Linked DNA regions of Ovis aries: region 2 is linked to region 1. A link is a contact called in public Hi-C data. All regions are on one chromosome and are shown on one strand. Each heading gives the region's core, a stretch centred on a gene start, on an enhancer-like site or on the middle of the called end of the contact. The rest is flanking DNA. Distances are from core to core; before and after follow the strand shown.

Region 1 (3,770 bases), core at 526-3,025:
CTATCACAATATTGTTAATCGGCTATACCCCAATACAAAATGCTTTTGGTGTTAAAATACAAATAAAATTGAAAAAAAAAAAAAAAAGAATCTCCCTGCCAAGGCAGGGGACATGGGTTCGATCCCTGATTTGGAAAGATTTCACCTGCTTCAGGGCGACCAAGCCCATGCACCACAACTACTGAGACCATAGGCCACAATTACTGAAGCCTGTGCCCCCTAGAGTCCTGCTGTGCAAGAAAAGACATTGCAGTGAGAAGCCTGCCTACCACAACTAAAAGGAACTAGAGAAAGCCTGTATGCAGCAATGAAGACTCAGAGAAGCCGATATATATATATATTTTAAAGACTGCATCCCAGCTGCTAGGTACTTAAAAAAAAAATTCATTTATGGCTGCACTGGATCTTTAGTTGCTGCATGCAGGATATAGTTCCCGGAGCAGGAATCAAATCCAGCACATTTACATTGGAAGAGCAGAGTCTTAGCCACTGGACCAGCAGGGACATCCTGCTAAGTAACTTTTTATGGTATATCTGAAGATTGGGATGACAGGTCCCTTCCAGGTCCTAAAGACCTAGGTTAAAAAGGGACAACAGAATTTTCTACAACAGGAGGAAGGATGTTCCCCATTTACAGGGCAAGTATATTAGATGAATAGGAAGATAAGTAAGAAATCCAGAACCATAAATTTCTAGTTGTGGTGGTTTAGTCGCTCAGTCCTGTCCGACTCTTTGCAACACCACGGACTGTAGTTCGGCAGGCTCCTCTGTCCGTGGGATTTCCCAGGCAAGAATACTAGAGTGGGTTGCTATTTCCTTCTTTAGAGGAATCTTCCCCACCCAGGATCAAACCCGGATTCTTTACCGACTGAATCACCAGGGAAGTCCATATTTCTAGTTGCAGAAGCCTCTTGAAGGCCGAAGAATTGATTCTTTTGAACTGTGGTGTTGGAGACGACTCTTGAGAGTCCCTTGGACTGCAGGGAGATCCAACCAGTCCATCCTAAAGGAAATTAGTCCTGAATATTCATTGGAAGGACTGATGCTGAAGCTGAAACTCCAATACTTTGGCCACCTGATGTGAAGAACTGACTCATTGGAAAAGACCCTGATGCTGGGAAAGATTGAAGGCGGGAGGAGAAAGGGACGACAGAGAATGAGATGGTTGCATGGCATTACCGGCTCAATGGACATGAGTTTGAGTACGCTCCGGGAGTTTGCGATGAACAGGGAAGCCTGGAGTGCTGCAGTCCATGGGGTCGCAAAGAGTCGGACACGACTGAGCGACTGAACCGAACTGAACTGAACTTGAAGGACAAAGCCCTTTGTGAAAACCAGAGGGAGCATAGTCTTCTTCAGTGGAATATCCAGGTTCCAGCCTCCGTATTGCCTCTCACTGCAAGTCACACAACTTCTCTGGGGCTGTTTCTTCCCTGGAAGGATAAGGAGACGTTGCTAAAATAATCGCTACGTTCCCTTCCAACTTCCAATTCTCTTCTGTGATACTTGCCAGACGTGTCTTACCGGTCCTGGAGCTTCCGCCCTGGCTCCTCCCTGGGCACCAGAGGGCGCTGCAGGTGGGCCCGGCGCCCCGTGCGGTGGGCGGAGTGGCAGAGTCAGGGGGCGGATCCCAGACGTGCGGTGATTGGCCGCGGCTTAAGCGGAAAGGGGGCGTGGAAAGAGGGGGCGGGGACGAGCGGCCCGGTGACGTCGCTCTGGCGGGGGCGGGGCCGGGCCGCGCAGCGTGTGACGCCGCGGCCGCCGCGCGGAGCCGGGGATTAATGGGAAAAGTTTTGGCAGGAGCCGGAGGCGCCTGCGGAGCCTGCGGGACGGCGGCGGCGGCGGCGGCGGCGCGGGGGCCAGCCGGGACAGGTCAGTCCGGGTCCTGGGAAGTGGGTCGGCGGAGCGGCGGAGGCGGGAGAGCCGCGGGCCCTGGCTGAGGCGAGCCGCGAAGCTGGTGCGCGAGGCCCGGCGGGGAGTGGAGTGCGGAGCGAGAGGCGCAGGGGGTCCGCCGACCCGGCGGCCGTCGCTTCCCGTCGCTCGGGCCCGGGCGGGCCGCGGCTGTCCGTCGCTCTCCGGGCACGCCGCCCCGCTGCCGTTGCGCTCCCAGCCTTTGGACGCCCGTCGCTTTTCGAGCCCGCACCGTGGGCCTCCTCCCCTCGACCCCCAGATTTCTGCGGCCCCTTCTGGGCCTCGAGTCTTCACCTCTTCCCACTTCTGTGCTCTGAAAGCCGGCGTCTCAGGCTCTGGGTCCCCTCCCACCCTTGCCTCTCATCTCTTCCTCCATCCCTTCTCTGGTGTCCCCAAAGCCTTGACCCTCTCTGCCCAGGGTCTCCTTGGAGAGCTTCTCCGCTCACCCCCGCCTCATCATCCTTGTCTTCGTCCCCCTATCCTTGCCCTCCCAGTCTTCGCTCTCTTTCCCCATCCCCGTTCTCTCTTTCTCCCACTTGCCTGCACCTCCCCCCCATATTACTCCTCCCCCACACCTTTCTCACCTTGTTACTTGGCTTTTTCAGCCCATGCCTTCAGTGCCTGTCTACCTAAGCCTCTCCTATCCCGGTTCCCCGCAGAAGCCTTGTTTTTTTTTTTTTTTTTTCCCCACTCTCAGGATTTCTTTCTAGTCAGCCCTGTCCCCTGCATTCCTGTCATCCATCTCCCCTTCCCTCCCAGTTCCTTGCCTCTGCTTCTGGGAGAAGCATTAAGCTCCAGACACTACTTTGTTTTCCCATGACCCACAGATGAGATCCCCGTGGGGTAGGGTGTACAGCCCTGTGATTGAAGTAAGGCTCTGAATGTCTGAGGTGAATATAACCTGTGTCTGTGTGGGAGAATTTACTAGGGTGTTGCATCAGGGATAATGTCCAATTTATAGACCATTCTCCCAGTCTCAGTGGAGTACTTCCCCTTTATGGGTTTGTTGACTTCCAGGAACCCTTGAGGAGAGACCAGCCGCTGAATTGGGTGTGTGCCAGGGGTAGTTGGAGGCCTCATCCAGCTCTTTTCCCCTTCCAGGAAACAGGGCTTTATGGCTTTACACTCTTATTATACACATTAAAACCATGATACCCCAGCCTGTCTCTGCCCTTCCTCCCGCCCTCCACCCTGTCCCCCGTCCCAGAGAGCTAAGAGAAGTCTCCAGAGAATGCCTGTGGACCTCAACCTGTTTCCTCTGTACTGGCTCCAGAACATTTTTTTTCCTGTTCAAGTTTTGAAATAGATTGCCAGCCTGATAGCCCTGGGGCTGGCAGCTATCTATCCCTTTTGTTATTGGTGGCTCAAACCACCTGCTGATTTTTCCCTCATGCATCTCTTAACCCACTGAGTGTGTTCTGGGCTTCTGATGTCAAATCACTGAGCAGGTTCTCCTGAAGGTTTTTCTCCTGCTGTTTCCCCTGGGAGCTTCGTTTCCTGTGGCTCCAAGAGCGAGGCTGACATTGAGGTTCTGTTCCCCTTGAACAGAACTATCAGGTTGTATCTGCCTGAGCAGTTTGTGGGTCTGCATTAGGAAGACAGTGCCAGGAGCTTGCCTTGCTTCCAGTCACAGGCATCGTCTTCTCTGGGGCTGGAGAACCCACCGTGTTCGTGGTGCATCTGGATGTTTAACCTTCTTGCCAAGGTGAAAGTTTGTCACAAATGTGTTCAGTTTGAGCTCCTTTATTTGGTGTCAGTCCTCTCGGGGACTCAGGAGATGTTCAGGAAATAACATATCCTCTGTCTCTGTCCAGTCTGATCTTGAAGGATTCTGAAAGTGTGACCCACTGGCAGGTTCA
Region 2 (3,770 bases), core at 387-2,886, 80 kb after region 1:
TCCGACTCTTTTGTGACCCCATGGACTGCGGTTCGCAAGGCTCCTCTCTCCCTGGGATTCTCCTGTGGGGAGATCATGGGTGGGCAAGGAGCCTTCAGAAGTGGGTCCCTTGAGTGGGGAACATTCTGCCATTATCACTTTGGGGTAAGATATGGTGACGGTTGGAGAATAAACTTTTAAGCCAGGTGGTGAACAGGGAAGAAACAGAACTTTATCTTTGGAAAGCTCACCATGCAGTGACAAGAATACCTCAATACACCAGTTCCCCACAGCAAGCCTGCCCCTGCAGGACACAGGCGCTCCACGTGCCCCGCCCCTCAGCTCTCGGCCCCTCAGCTCCCGGCCCCTTTCTGCCGTGTGCCAGTTCCTCGTGTTCTCTTCTGCCTCACACAGGCGGCGGGGGGCGGGGGGCTGGCTCTCTCCCATCACTCCTGCTCCAGGCCTCCCTGCCTCCCCGTGGCCTTACACCACCTGGCGGGGAGCAGATGTACCTGGGTGCCGGCGCTGCCCTGCGCCTCTCTCTCCAGGCCAGTTTGCAGCTCTCCTGACTGCTCCCCGCCACCCCCGGGATGCTCACTGGGGCCTCTCCCTGCCGTCCAGAGATCTGCCTGCGTCGCTGGTACAAGGGCTTGGCACCTTGGCTTCTAGCAGCGCCCAATCTCGTTCGGAGCTCTCCCGGCCTCACAAGCAGACAACCCTCCACCCCGTCTTGGTTTCTGTGACGCCGTGGAGAAGAGGAGCCAGCAGCCAGAGGAAGGAGAAGGCCCGGCCCCTGCCATGTGGGCACAGGCTTGGGAACTGCAGAACCTTACTAAGTCCCCTCCTCACCGAAGCGGATTTACACAGCACTGCCAAGGTCCAGGAGCTCTCTGTTAGCTCCTGTGCTCCTCACCATGACTCTAGACCTGCTGTCAACTCGATTTGCAGAGGGGACATGCCCAGGGCACAGAGCTTAGGTCTGAGCCTTGGACCCTGACTTGAACTGCCCACAGGGCTCTTGAATCCATTCTCACCTCCCACACCAGGCCTGCTGCTTCTGAGAACCTGGAACCAAGTTGGGGGTCGTCCGAAGCCCTGACCTTTGAGCCCAGAGAGGGGAGCGGTCACATTCCCTGACCCCCTCGCCTGGCAGCAGCTCCCCCGCAGGCCTGCACCTTGCTGCCTGCCCCGCCACCAGCCAGCCTTGCCGCTTGCTACCTTGGGTCCTGGTTTCCTCACCTCCGCTGGTTGAGGGTAGGGTCCGACTCCGGCTCTGCGCTCAGCAAGTGCACAGCAAAAGTCTATTGAGTGAAGAGAGAGGGTGACATGCCACAAGCCGTGCCAGCAGCAACCAAGTGATCAGACACCTGCCAGCCCTCCAGAGCCACAGCGGGGACAAGGAAGCGCCCCTCTTCATGGGGAGGCGGGAGCAGCCTGGGGTGATAGGTCACTGTGAACCCAGGTTCGGTGGAGGAGGTGGCCTTCGAGATCCAAAGAGAACGTGAGTAGAGACGTGCCGAGGCTAGCGGGGGAGGCAGACGTGCAAACCACAAAAGAAACACCGCTTACGAGAAGCACCAGAAAGCGAACACGCTCACAGACCACAGATGGGGAGGAACTGCCGGAAACCCTCCCTGCCCGCGTCTGCGCAGGTCTCCACAGAGCCTCGTCACGTGTTGTCTCGTTTTCTCCCAGCAGCTGGTGACGTGAACCCCATGCTCTCCAGGAGCGGCAGGTCCTGCCCGGCCCCTCCCAGCCGGAGGGCACCGAGGCCCGGGCGCCCAGGTGGCTGGAGGACCCTCAGTCCAGAGTCACTGGGCACCTGCCCTACATCCAGCAGCAGCACCCCGGCAGATGGAGGCCCTGCCCTGTGGCCCTTACGTCCTGATGGGGGTGCCCAACTCTGAGTGCACTCAAGGGTCCCTGAGACCGGAAGGGCTCCCTCCCCTAGGCCCGCCGCCCCCCTGCAGTGAGCGCCCTGTCTTCAGGGTGAGCGACACAGCTGCAGCCCATGGAGCACCTGGCCTCTGTGACTGGCCTGGCTTTTCAGGAAGCAGGGGCCGTGTCACCCCTACCCTCCCAGCCGGGAGGCGAGCAGCTGCTGCAGGCTGCCGTTTCCTTCTCCCGGGGTCTTCCCGACCCAGGGATTGAACCTGTGTCTCCTGTGTCTGCTGCACTGGCAGGCGGATTTGTCTACCACTGGCCCACCTGGGAAGCCCTCTGTCTGTTTATTTGGTGCACCAGGTCTAGTGGCGGCATGCAGGGTCTTCGCTGCCGCCCTCGGGCTGTCTAATTGTGGCTGTCAGGCTCAGTAGTTACAGCGCCCTGCTTTAGCTGCCCCGCAGCATGTGGGATCTTAGTTCCCCGGCCAGGGATTGAACTCATATCCTCTGCACTGGAAGGCAGATCTTAACCACGGGACCAGAGAAGTCCCAGGAATCAAGATCTTGTGCAGAGTGACTGTACTGTAGAGAGGGCAGAAGGCAGCCCGGAACACATTACGTCTGGGCTGACTACTGTGGCTGGGGTCTCCCTGTAGCACCGTCTGCTCCCAGCTCCTCTGCTCTGGGGATTTGGCCCCTGCCCCTGAGGTGGGTGTGCGTTCATCAGGGAAGAAGGCAGAGGACGGCAGGCTGTCAGGCTAGCCTGGCAGGGGAGACAGGCAATCCGTGGCATCACGAAGCAGCTTTGTGCTGGGGCTCAGTCAGGCCCCCTTGCCGGGGAGGGCTCGTTTCTGAGCGTCCAAGGAGGCGTTCAGGAGAGGCCCCCAGCACTCCTTAGTGAGTCAGCTGGCAGCACTAATACCCCGAAGCCCCCTGTGGCCAACTGCTTTCCTCACTGACACCCTCAATCCGGGGCTCAGACGTCTGTGCCTTCATTAGTAATAGGAAAACACTCAAGGAAGTTCAGCCTGCTGCCCGGTCAATGTGATTGAGACTTCTGCTTTTTCTGCTCAATCAAGCAAGAAATTCCGTGGGAATGAACTTGAGCTTCTTGAGAGATTCTTCACAGCATCTCTGGAGTCCATGCAGGAATCAGACTTCTGGGGTGGGGGCACTTCTGAAGCCCCCATAAACCATGCCGCACACCATCTCCCATGGGCCCACCCAGTGGAGTCTTATAAACCAGGGAGCCTCTTCCTCAGGACAGTCTAAGAGAATCTGTCTGCTTTTTCCCTCTTGCTGCCGTCCTCCCAAAACACAACCATCCCCCATGCCCTCTCCACCAGTGGTGAGTCTGTCCAGGCCAGATAGCAGAATTTCTGGAACAACTGCAGGCTGTCAGATCTGGGGGAAAGGCTTTGGACGCATTCACCCTCCTCCCAGAGAAGCTGTCATTAACCCCACATTCTAGGTGAAGAGACTGAACCTCGGAAAGGTTAACTCTCAGAGGTCACGTAGCCCTTAAGTGGCTGAGCCAAGACTGTGATTCATAGGCGTCTTCTCACCACCTATGCTCCCCTGAGGGCTCTGGTCACCTCCCCAGGCCCCTAGGCCTGGCAGGAAGTGAAGCCACCCTGTGTGTGTCTGCAGACCGCGCCCCTTGCTGTGTGTCTGCGGACCTCACCCTTTGTTGTATGTCCACAGACGTCTCCTTGTGTTGTGTCTGCAGACCTCGCCCCGTGTTGTGTAACTGCAGACCTCGCCGCCCCGTGTTGTGTGTCTGCAGACCTCGCCGCCCCGTGTTGTGTGTCTGCAGACCTCGCCGCCCCGTGTTGTGTGTCTGCAGACCTCGCCGCCCCGTGTTGTGTGTCTGCAGACCTCGCCGCCCCGTGTTGTGTGTCTGCAGAC

Evidence for each region. A called contact is a pair of places that touch in the nucleus more often than the background predicts.
Region 2: a Hi-C map of liver shows a contact between it and region 1, with 2.7 times the contacts expected there. The contact joins the enhancer-like site here to the promoter of PPARD in region 1. A contact is called at or near these places in 8 of 16 Hi-C or Micro-C datasets (blood, liver, mesenteric adipose tissue and 4 more).

What each region holds. Positions count from the first base shown.
Region 1 is chr20:9,429,054-9,432,823 of ARS-UI_Ramb_v3.0, forward strand. It overlaps PPARD (peroxisome proliferator activated receptor delta), which reads left to right and starts at 1,776. Exons shown (of 7, transcript XM_060403109.1): 1 at 1,776-1,872.
Region 2 is chr20:9,509,500-9,513,269 of ARS-UI_Ramb_v3.0, forward strand. All of the region lies in intron 2 of PPARD (peroxisome proliferator activated receptor delta), which reads left to right. Among named protein-coding and RNA genes, the nearest start is that of FANCE, 33 kb to the right of the region's middle. Within about 2 kb of position 1,637, at least 10 of the 54 cell types and tissues checked have an H3K27ac peak or open chromatin away from gene starts, as enhancers often do. A contact at or near this core is called in liver, where this site is marked.